2 separate regions of the Sus scrofa genome follow, and region 2 is linked to region 1. The links are chromatin contacts, called in public HiChIP or PLAC-seq maps. All regions are on one chromosome and are shown on one strand. The core of a region is the stretch at or near the end of the contact, and the rest is flanking DNA. Distances in the headings are between cores, read along the strand shown.

Region 1 (4,152 bases), core at 17-2,516:
GTGGGAGCTGAAGCTCAGACCATCACCCACATTCTCCAAGTTCCCTTCCAGATTTTGTGGAAGAGGAACACAGGGAGCAGCATTAGAGAGAGAGAGGAGAATATGGGTTGATGGAGAGGAGCCAGGAGTCCTTTTCCTGGTGAGACTGTCATCTAAAAGCATGAACAGGGATGGGGTGTGGGGTGTCTGATGGCAAGGCCATTGCTCCTCAGGGAAATCGTGGGTTTGTGCAAGGCCTTGGTATGAGAGCAGGAGATCTCACTGGCAAACCAGAGGGCAGTTGGGTTGTCAGTTTTCCCCTCTGAGCTTCAGGTTGCAATATTACTGGGGTGGCAGATAGCTTTTTGTATAGCCTAGGTGGCTACTTTAGTGGCCAGGGCAGCATCCATCAACCCTATGGGGCAGATGATGGTGGACAATATTCTATTCTGATAGGGCACCAAAAGGAAGAGAGGCCTTGGGTGAAAGGTGGTGAGTTGAGATTTTAAAAAAATGAATCAAGCATCTTCATCAGCAGAACCAACCTTCTGCTCAGATCTGAAGTTCAGGGAGGATGGCAAAGAGAACGGCAAAGAGAGGTGGAAAGTGAGGGAAGAGCTGACAATTGATGACATCTTCAGACGTGTACCTAGGGGTTTGAATATGAGTGCTCGTGGCGTGGAAGCTGGCTGTTGAAGATGAAGTCCTCATCGTTGAATATAATTCCAGGTCAATGGAGAGAACCGAGTTGCCCCAGGAAACATGCAGATGAAGCTGGACATTCTTCTCCCTTTTAGGGACTCAGGAGCTCTAGTGCAGGAAGGGGCTTGCTTAAACACTGCATAGTCCGACCTCCTCACTCCACAGTTGGGGAAAGTGAGGCCCAGGGAGATGCTGCAGCTCATTGATAACACTTTTGTGTCTAGGCCACGTTTGACTGTGGGGTGAGAGATGGTCATCTGGCCCCCTCATTAGGGGCTTGCTTGGGTGGATCGTTGTTTCCTAGGAATGGTGAGGGAGATGAATCTGAGGGATGCCCACGGACTGTGGCCAAGCTGGGGCTGGATCCATAGCAGTGGTTCTCTCAGTGTTGTCCTCAGACCAGTAGCATCAATATCACTTGGAAGCTTGGTAGGCACATTTTCAGTCCCTCTCTGGCCGGCTCAATCAGGAACTCTGTGGGGGAGTTGTTGGGGGGCTCCAAGTGGCTGATATTCCCCAGAAATGGAGAGCCACTGGCCTATGGCCTTCAGCTGGGGCAAAGATTGAGGCCCAGCATCCCCAGCCTGACTGGAAACCCCTTGAGCCCCACATTGGAACCAAAAATGAGCTCTTAAGAGAACTCTCTCTGTTCTCCTTCACCCTTCCCAGCAGCTACAGTGTTCCCAGGTCTCCTTCCCACTGGGCACATCCCATAGTCACCCCTCTGGGCCTGCAGCCTTATCTGCTGGTCCCAGATAAAGAGTGAATTGACCTAATCAGTCTGACTCGACTGGCTGGCTCCAGGGAGGTCTGCTTGTGGTGCCACCTCCAGAAATGGAGCAGCTCACGTGGCTGCCCTCCTCCCTCCACCCTGTGCCCCCCCCCATTTCTCCTCCAGTCTTTGAGGCTTAGACCCTCCCTCCTTCCTAATCAGCCACCAGCAACTTTATTCCAAGGAAAGATAAGGGGGTGACTAGGGCTTCTGTAAAAATTACAGTGGCAAAATCCTCAATGTCAAGGGCAGTTTGTCTGGTGGGTGGCGGCTGGGGGAGAGAAAGACAATTTGCAGTGAAACTGTCTCAGCCTGCCCCACAACAAAACAACGTGTCTGCGTATCTCTCAACAGTATTGTGGGATAACTGACACTTTGAGTGACCGCTAATTCTCTGCCTTTATTAAGGATATGGACCATATTTGAAGCCATTTCTGGGCTTATTATTATGATACCAGGTTAAGTAAATTGATAGGGCAGGGTGTCCCCACATTATGTAGAGGTGGAATCAGGCTTGGAGACATTTATTGGCTTTCCCCTGGATGAATAAGTCCTTGGCTGGAGCAGGGACTCTGAGCCCCATTCCTGGTACTGTGGCAGGAACTGGAGTTGATGCCCATAAAGCCTCATCTGCGGGGAGGTCGGCCAATAGACCAGATGTGCCTCCCAGATGTTCCTCCCAGGCTCAGCCTGTGTGGCATGATGGCTTAACTAAAGGGATTTTTAATCCCAGGAAAATTGATTTTCATTTGGGGCTGGCTCAAAAGTGGGCAAAATCTGCTGTGAGGGAAACCAGGAAGCAGGGCCAAAAAAAAAAAAAAAAAAAAAAAGAAGAAGAAAGCAAAAGCAAAGAGGGGTTCCTGTGAGATCCTGATCAGCAGCTTGGGTGGGGGCGGGAGTTGTGGCTGGGAGCAGGGGAGGGCAGGGCCCTTGAGTTCCTGTGGAGGCTGACAGAGTGCTTGTCCGAGGTCCTAGCTCTGCTGCTGAGTGCAGTTTCTTCTTCCTGGGTCTGAGCGTCCCCTCCATCTGCCTCCCTGCTCCAGACCTGAAAGGTGGATGGACCCAGTGTGTGAGGAGGATACCTGCTCAACTGTCAAAGTCACAGCAAAGGCAGAGGATGGATGGTGGGAGATGAGTTTAGGAGGTGGCTGTCTGGTCAGAGGCATTCCCCAGAGCCCTGGGTGTGTGGTAAATGTGTGTTTCTGCATATCCACTGAGTCTTTTTTGTACAGAATCTCAATACGGCCCAGAGTGGTCTGTGGTTGAGACAAGGAGGGACCTGAAACCCATCCCTTCAGCTTCTCCAGTGGCTCTCTCAGTGACTTCTAAGCCACCTTGGAGGACCCCGGGGGTTCCATGGAACCCAGTTTAGGAACCCCTGATGAAGCCTAATTAATTTTGCACGTCATTAGGCAAACTCAGTGTGAGCTCCAACTGCTCCTCAGGAGTTCAGCCAATAACGAGGGCTTGAGGGGCCCATTTGTTTGCCCACCCAGGCCTGCTTCTCCATGGTCCAGGGGTCTGCTGGCCCTGCTATGACAAAGACAGAGGTGGGAGTGTCTTCCCAGAGCAGGGGAGCCGGGGTGGGGGGGGGGGAGTAAGTTTGGACAGTGTAGAGAAGCAGGTGCCTGGCCAGGCTCCTCTGACTTTGCCTGCTTGGATCTCCACAACCCAGGCTTTGAAGGGTAGTGTTCCACAGCTGCTTCCCAGAGCATCAGACCCATGGCTCTTCATCCGAGGACGTACCTTTTTGTTCCCCTTCCATCCATAATGCCAGTTTGGCAAAGACTGAAGTCTGTGATGTCCTCCTGGTAGGCTCAGTGCCCAAGAGCACAGCCAGGGTCCTGAGAATTCCTGCAGAAAGGAATCCCGTTCTTCCCTGCATTAACCATGTCTAAGATTTCTTGCAGCAGCACCTGATCAATAGTCCTAGGGGTTAGGTTCTGTGTCACGTTTGTCCCTATACTGAAATCAAGTGTGTTTACTCAAAGCATCTTCCAGCACTGGGGCTCTTTGCTGTGTATTGGGTCTCTCCCTTAATGGAATTCAATCTCCCAAGAGCAGGATATTTGTTCAGCTGAGGACAGTGCTTAGAGCCTAGCAGACGATATTTGTTGAGTGGGAGCATCCTAAGTGGTCTGGGTGCTAGGGAAGGCAGATATGTGTACCATGCCTTTAGCTGTGCTGTGCCTCCCGCCAGCAACACCCTCCCTGTCCTCTGCCCTCCTCATTCCATGCTGATCACTTCTCTCTGGTCTCTGGCTTACCCCGACTAGAGTCCTTCTGGCTACTCACCACCTGCTACCACTCATCCTTGGCCACACTCCCTTAGGACACCTGTTCTACTTTATCAGACCCCACTTACTTGGCTTTCTTCTCTGGGTAAATTAAGGAGAGCAGGTTCAATTCAGGGAGCAGCCTGCAGGCTGAACTGTGATGACTGTGGGCTAGGCTGGGGTGGGTACTTGAGATACAGCCGACCACAGGCCCTGGGCTCAGAGGCCTGATGTGCAGAGTGGGGTCAGCTCCTACTAGGTTCCAACAGCCACTCATTAAATTTTCAGGGGTTTTCCAAGCTGATTGTTAAACAGAACCTTCTGATAATTCATGCTTGTGTGTAGCCATAGGCTCGCCACAGATACAAGGGTTAGGTAGCTGAACTCTGAACACTTTCTTGTAGAATCAATTGGCTAGATGGA
Region 2 (4,172 bases), core at 1,282-3,781, 270 kb after region 1:
CTAAGGTATCATTGGTGAAAACAAGTCACCTGGCCAATCCTGATTTAAAGGCATGAAGAATGGACTCTACTATTTGATGGGAATCAATTGCAAAGAATTTTGGCCATTTTTTTTGTTATCTACTACAATGGTTCTGGATGCAGTAAGGGGTATATCAGTCCAAGAAGGAAGTATCTCTCACAAGTAGCTCCACGATGTTAAATGAAGGGGGTGGGCATGCCATGTGTCAGAAGGAAGATTGAGAAACACCCTGCATCATCATCCAGCTAAGGCTTTAATCTATGAAGAGTTTTCCTGGCAAATCAACAGATACATTCCACTTAGAGACTGCTAGAAAAGCATTTGATTCTCTGGATAGCAGAAACATAAACTTTTCTTTGTTGTCTTTCCCCTGTTCTTCCTCTTTCCCTCAACTACCCTACCCTCCAATCTATTTGATGTCTTTTTACAAAACCTGCCACTGACTGCCCTGGACTCGGTCCCTGTGAACCGTTAGGAAAAGTGCCAAATACCTGTTACTTTATCTAAAACAGGGCATGAGGCTCATAAGCCCCCAAAATAACATCAAAGAGATCTGACAGGCCAGGCTAAATTCTCTAATCCAATTTTAGATCCTTATAGGGTGAGACCACAGCTTGATTGCAAGTGTACATACCTGAACACTCACCGTACCTCTGGCCATGAGTACCTTCAAATATGCACAAATTAAATCATATAAAGATTTGTTTCAGGAAATATGCTGTATAGGATTGGGTGAGGGTGGATGAGCAGAAAGGAAGCAAAAGGAGAAAATGTTTTCTCTTGTACCACAGTGTCATATTTCCTTCTGTTACAGAGACTCTAAGGCAAGCTGTCTTGCTAGCCTTTGTGCTTACTCTCCCAACATTCCTCTTCAATTTCATCTCATCATTATCAGTCAGCTATTGTGTGACAAAACCCAGTTGCTTGAATCCATAAAGATTAACCATGTATTCCAAGTCTATGGATTGGCTGGGCGGTTCTGCTGACCTGAGCCAGCTTAAGCCAAGTTTCTTCAGATTCATGGAGTTGTTACCAGCTTCAGATCACATTAGGATGGACTTGGATGGGAAAACTTAGCCTCACCCATGTGTCTCTCACATTCCTCCAACAGTTTAGCCAAGGAACAAGAATGTCAAGGAAGCAAATCCAAGTTTACAAGTGTTTGCAAGGCTCTGCTTGCTAACTCCCATTGACCAAAGCAAGTCACATGGCTAAGCCCAGAGAGAAGGAATAGGTTATAACATCTTACACACAATGGTCATGATGAAAAACTGGAGACATCAATGCAATCAATTAAGTATCCTAGTTCTGTAGAACTGGGAGATTTAAAAAATATCCACAGACTTACCTGTCACATCATTGAATGGGCCACAGTCCTAGCCTTGCCTTTCATGGTACTTGTTCATCTGGGTCAGTCATATATATATCAATGTCAGTGTTTTTTGTTTGTTTGTTTATTTGCCACACCTCTGGCATGTGAAAGTTTCTGGGCCAGGGATTGAACCTGCACCACAGCAGCAACCAGAGCCACCACAGTGAAAATGCCAGATCCTTAATGTGCTGTGCTACAAGGGAACTCTAATGTCAGTGTGTTTTTCTGAGACTCAAGTCAGCCTTGGTTTGTAGGAAGTGAGGAGGAGGGAAGTGGAGGTAACCCGTTTTTTAGTATTCCCTTGTGGATGTATGAGTATAAGAGTCTTGAACTGGTGTTAGCCCTGTGTAATCTTTCCTTCAACTACATGCCATATTTCAATCCAGAGGACTCATTTGTAGAAGAAGGGCTCTCTGCTTTTGACCAACAGAACGAGTCCTTCTAACTTACAGACTTTCTTCACTCAGCCTAGGGCTTTCCGCCTTGGTCCCCAATTTCCCAAAGTGGATAATAGAAAGAATTAACTCTCAGAGGGTGCTAGAGATATAGGTATATTTTTAGGGAACGGTAGGACATTAAGCTGAATATGGAGTACTGTGTCAAGTGTGAAACAGTGATGCACTTATGAGAATTTACCCTGCCAAATATTTCTCCAACTTATTTCTGCCCAGAAGGTGTGACCATGATAGAATAAATGCAATAAGAAAGGATTAGATTAGATTAGATGGTAAAATGATCTTGTGGTAAAAAGAGTATCAAGTGCAGAAATATATCCTGCTGGAATGTTGGAGGTCTCTCTTTGGATGATTTCGGGCCCTGAGTCCTAGCCCTTTGTCCAGCTTAGAATCAGCACAAGGGGTGGTTTAGACAAAGGGGGGCAGTGCTGCACAGATCTTGTGAATTGTATATACTGTGATTAATCTCTTCCACTTTCAACAGCTTCCACTTTCAACAGCTGCTTTTCTCACCAACCGCCACTCCTGACAATTCTTGGACTCTGTGATGGCCCCAGAGTGACTCTCCCTCCATCTCTCAGAGCATAGAAAGGGCCCAGGGTTCCCACCCTAGCCCTCAGGCCAACTGTGCAGCAGCTGAGATCCTTGTGTCCTCAGCCTGCCTTTGGAGTGAGGTCACAAGGTATTTCAGTCCTGTGACTGAGGTGTGAACCACAGCCAAAAGGGAGGAAGTGCTTCCAAAGCCTGGGTACCAAGGTGTGATAAGATTTCAAGGTTTCGCCAGTGTTTTTGTTTGCTTGTTTGTTTTTTGTTTTGTTTTCTATTTTTCTTTTTGTATCTATTTCTTTTGTGTGAAAAAATTTGTCCAATTACTTTCAGGAAGCCATTTCCTTTGGAAATTTTTAAAGTGTTTAACTTATTTTCAACTCAGAAATAAATGCACTGCAAAAATTTGCTGAGAGTCTAAGCATATCTTTTTCATCTTCTGGCACCATGGGCACTGGGAAATGCTTAAAAGCAGATTTTTTTTGTGTGTGGGGATTCCTCAATGTCCTGAGATATATATTCCACAATATTTACACCAAAATACTGCACTGTCATCCATAAACACGTAATTACTGAGCTTATTGTGAACTCCACTCTCTAGTAGAGTAGATACCATGAATGATACACAGGAGGTCAGTACATGGATTTCACCCTCAGAGAGTGTCAACTCTACTGAATATATCATTGTATTCAGATCATAGGATTCCAGAGCTGGAAGGGGCCTTGGAGCACTGGAAGCCCTTATTTTACATATGAGGAAACAGAGTCTCAGAAATTTCACTTAGCAATTCAGTTGTAGAGTCAGACCTGAAAGTCTCCTCACTCTCAGGACAAATGGTATGTCTGAGGGTACGGCTGTTGCACAGAAAGAAAACAGTATGAAAATTAATGCCATTTGCGGCAACATGGATGGAACTAGAGACTCTCATACTGAGTGAAATGAGTCAGAAAGACAAAGACAAATACCATATGATATCACTTATAATTGGAATCTAATATACAGCACAAATGAACATCCCCGCAGGAAAGAAAATCATGGACTTGGAGAATAGACTTGTGGCTGCCCGACGGGAGAGGGAGGGATCGGGAGCTTGGGGTTATCAGATACAACTTAGAATAGATTTACAAGGAGACCCTGGAGTTCCTGTCATGGCTCAGTGGTTAACGAATCTGACTAGGAACCATGAGGTTGCAGGTTCGATCCCTGGCCTTGCTCAGTGGGTTAAGGATCCGGCATTGCTGCGAGCTGTGGTGTAGTTTGCAGACGCGGCTGGGATCCTGAATTGCTGTGGCTCTGGCGTAGGCTGGCAGCTACAGCTCCAATTTGACCCCTAGCCTGGGAACCTCCATATACCATAGGAGCGGCCCAAGAAATGGCAAAAAATACAAAACAAACAAACAAAACACAAGGAGATCCTACTGAGTAGCATTGAGAACTATGTCTAGATACTCATATTGCAACAGAACAAAGGGTGGGGAAAAAAATGTATACATGTAAGAGTAACTTGATCCCCATGCTGTATAGTGGGAAAAAATAAAAATAAAATAAAATAAAATAATCTATCCCTGCTTTCTCCAAATTAAAATTCACTCTTCCCTTATTGTGGAGGACTCTAGCTATCTTGAAGAAAGTCACTGAGTGAAGTTAATTCAGACTAAGGAAGGGGTATATTTTCCACATGTTTCAAATAAGATTTAGTTTACATTTTTCATCATAGAGCTTGCATATACTGTCCCAACTTTTTTGAGGAATAATTGACAAATAAAATTGCATACAT

Evidence for each region. HiChIP or PLAC-seq counts read pairs in DNA pulled down with a chosen protein or histone mark.
Region 2: a contact with region 1 is called in an H3K27ac HiChIP or PLAC-seq map of skeletal muscle. The contact joins two enhancer-like sites. A contact is called at or near these places in 2 of 47 Hi-C or Micro-C datasets (fetal heart ventricle and skeletal muscle) and 1 of 2 datasets of contacts at active chromatin or transcription factors (skeletal muscle).

Annotation. Positions count from the first base shown.
Region 1 is chr15:119,064,600-119,068,751 of Sscrofa11.1, forward strand. No RefSeq gene overlaps it. Among named protein-coding and RNA genes, the nearest start is that of TNP1, 29 kb to the left of the region's middle. Within about 2 kb of position 1,267, at least 1 of the 83 cell types and tissues checked has an H3K27ac peak or open chromatin away from gene starts, as enhancers often do.
Region 2 is chr15:119,331,205-119,335,376 of Sscrofa11.1, forward strand. No RefSeq gene overlaps it. Among named protein-coding and RNA genes, the nearest start is that of TNP1, 300 kb to the left of the region's middle. Within about 2 kb of position 2,532, at least 3 of the 83 cell types and tissues checked have an H3K27ac peak or open chromatin away from gene starts, as enhancers often do.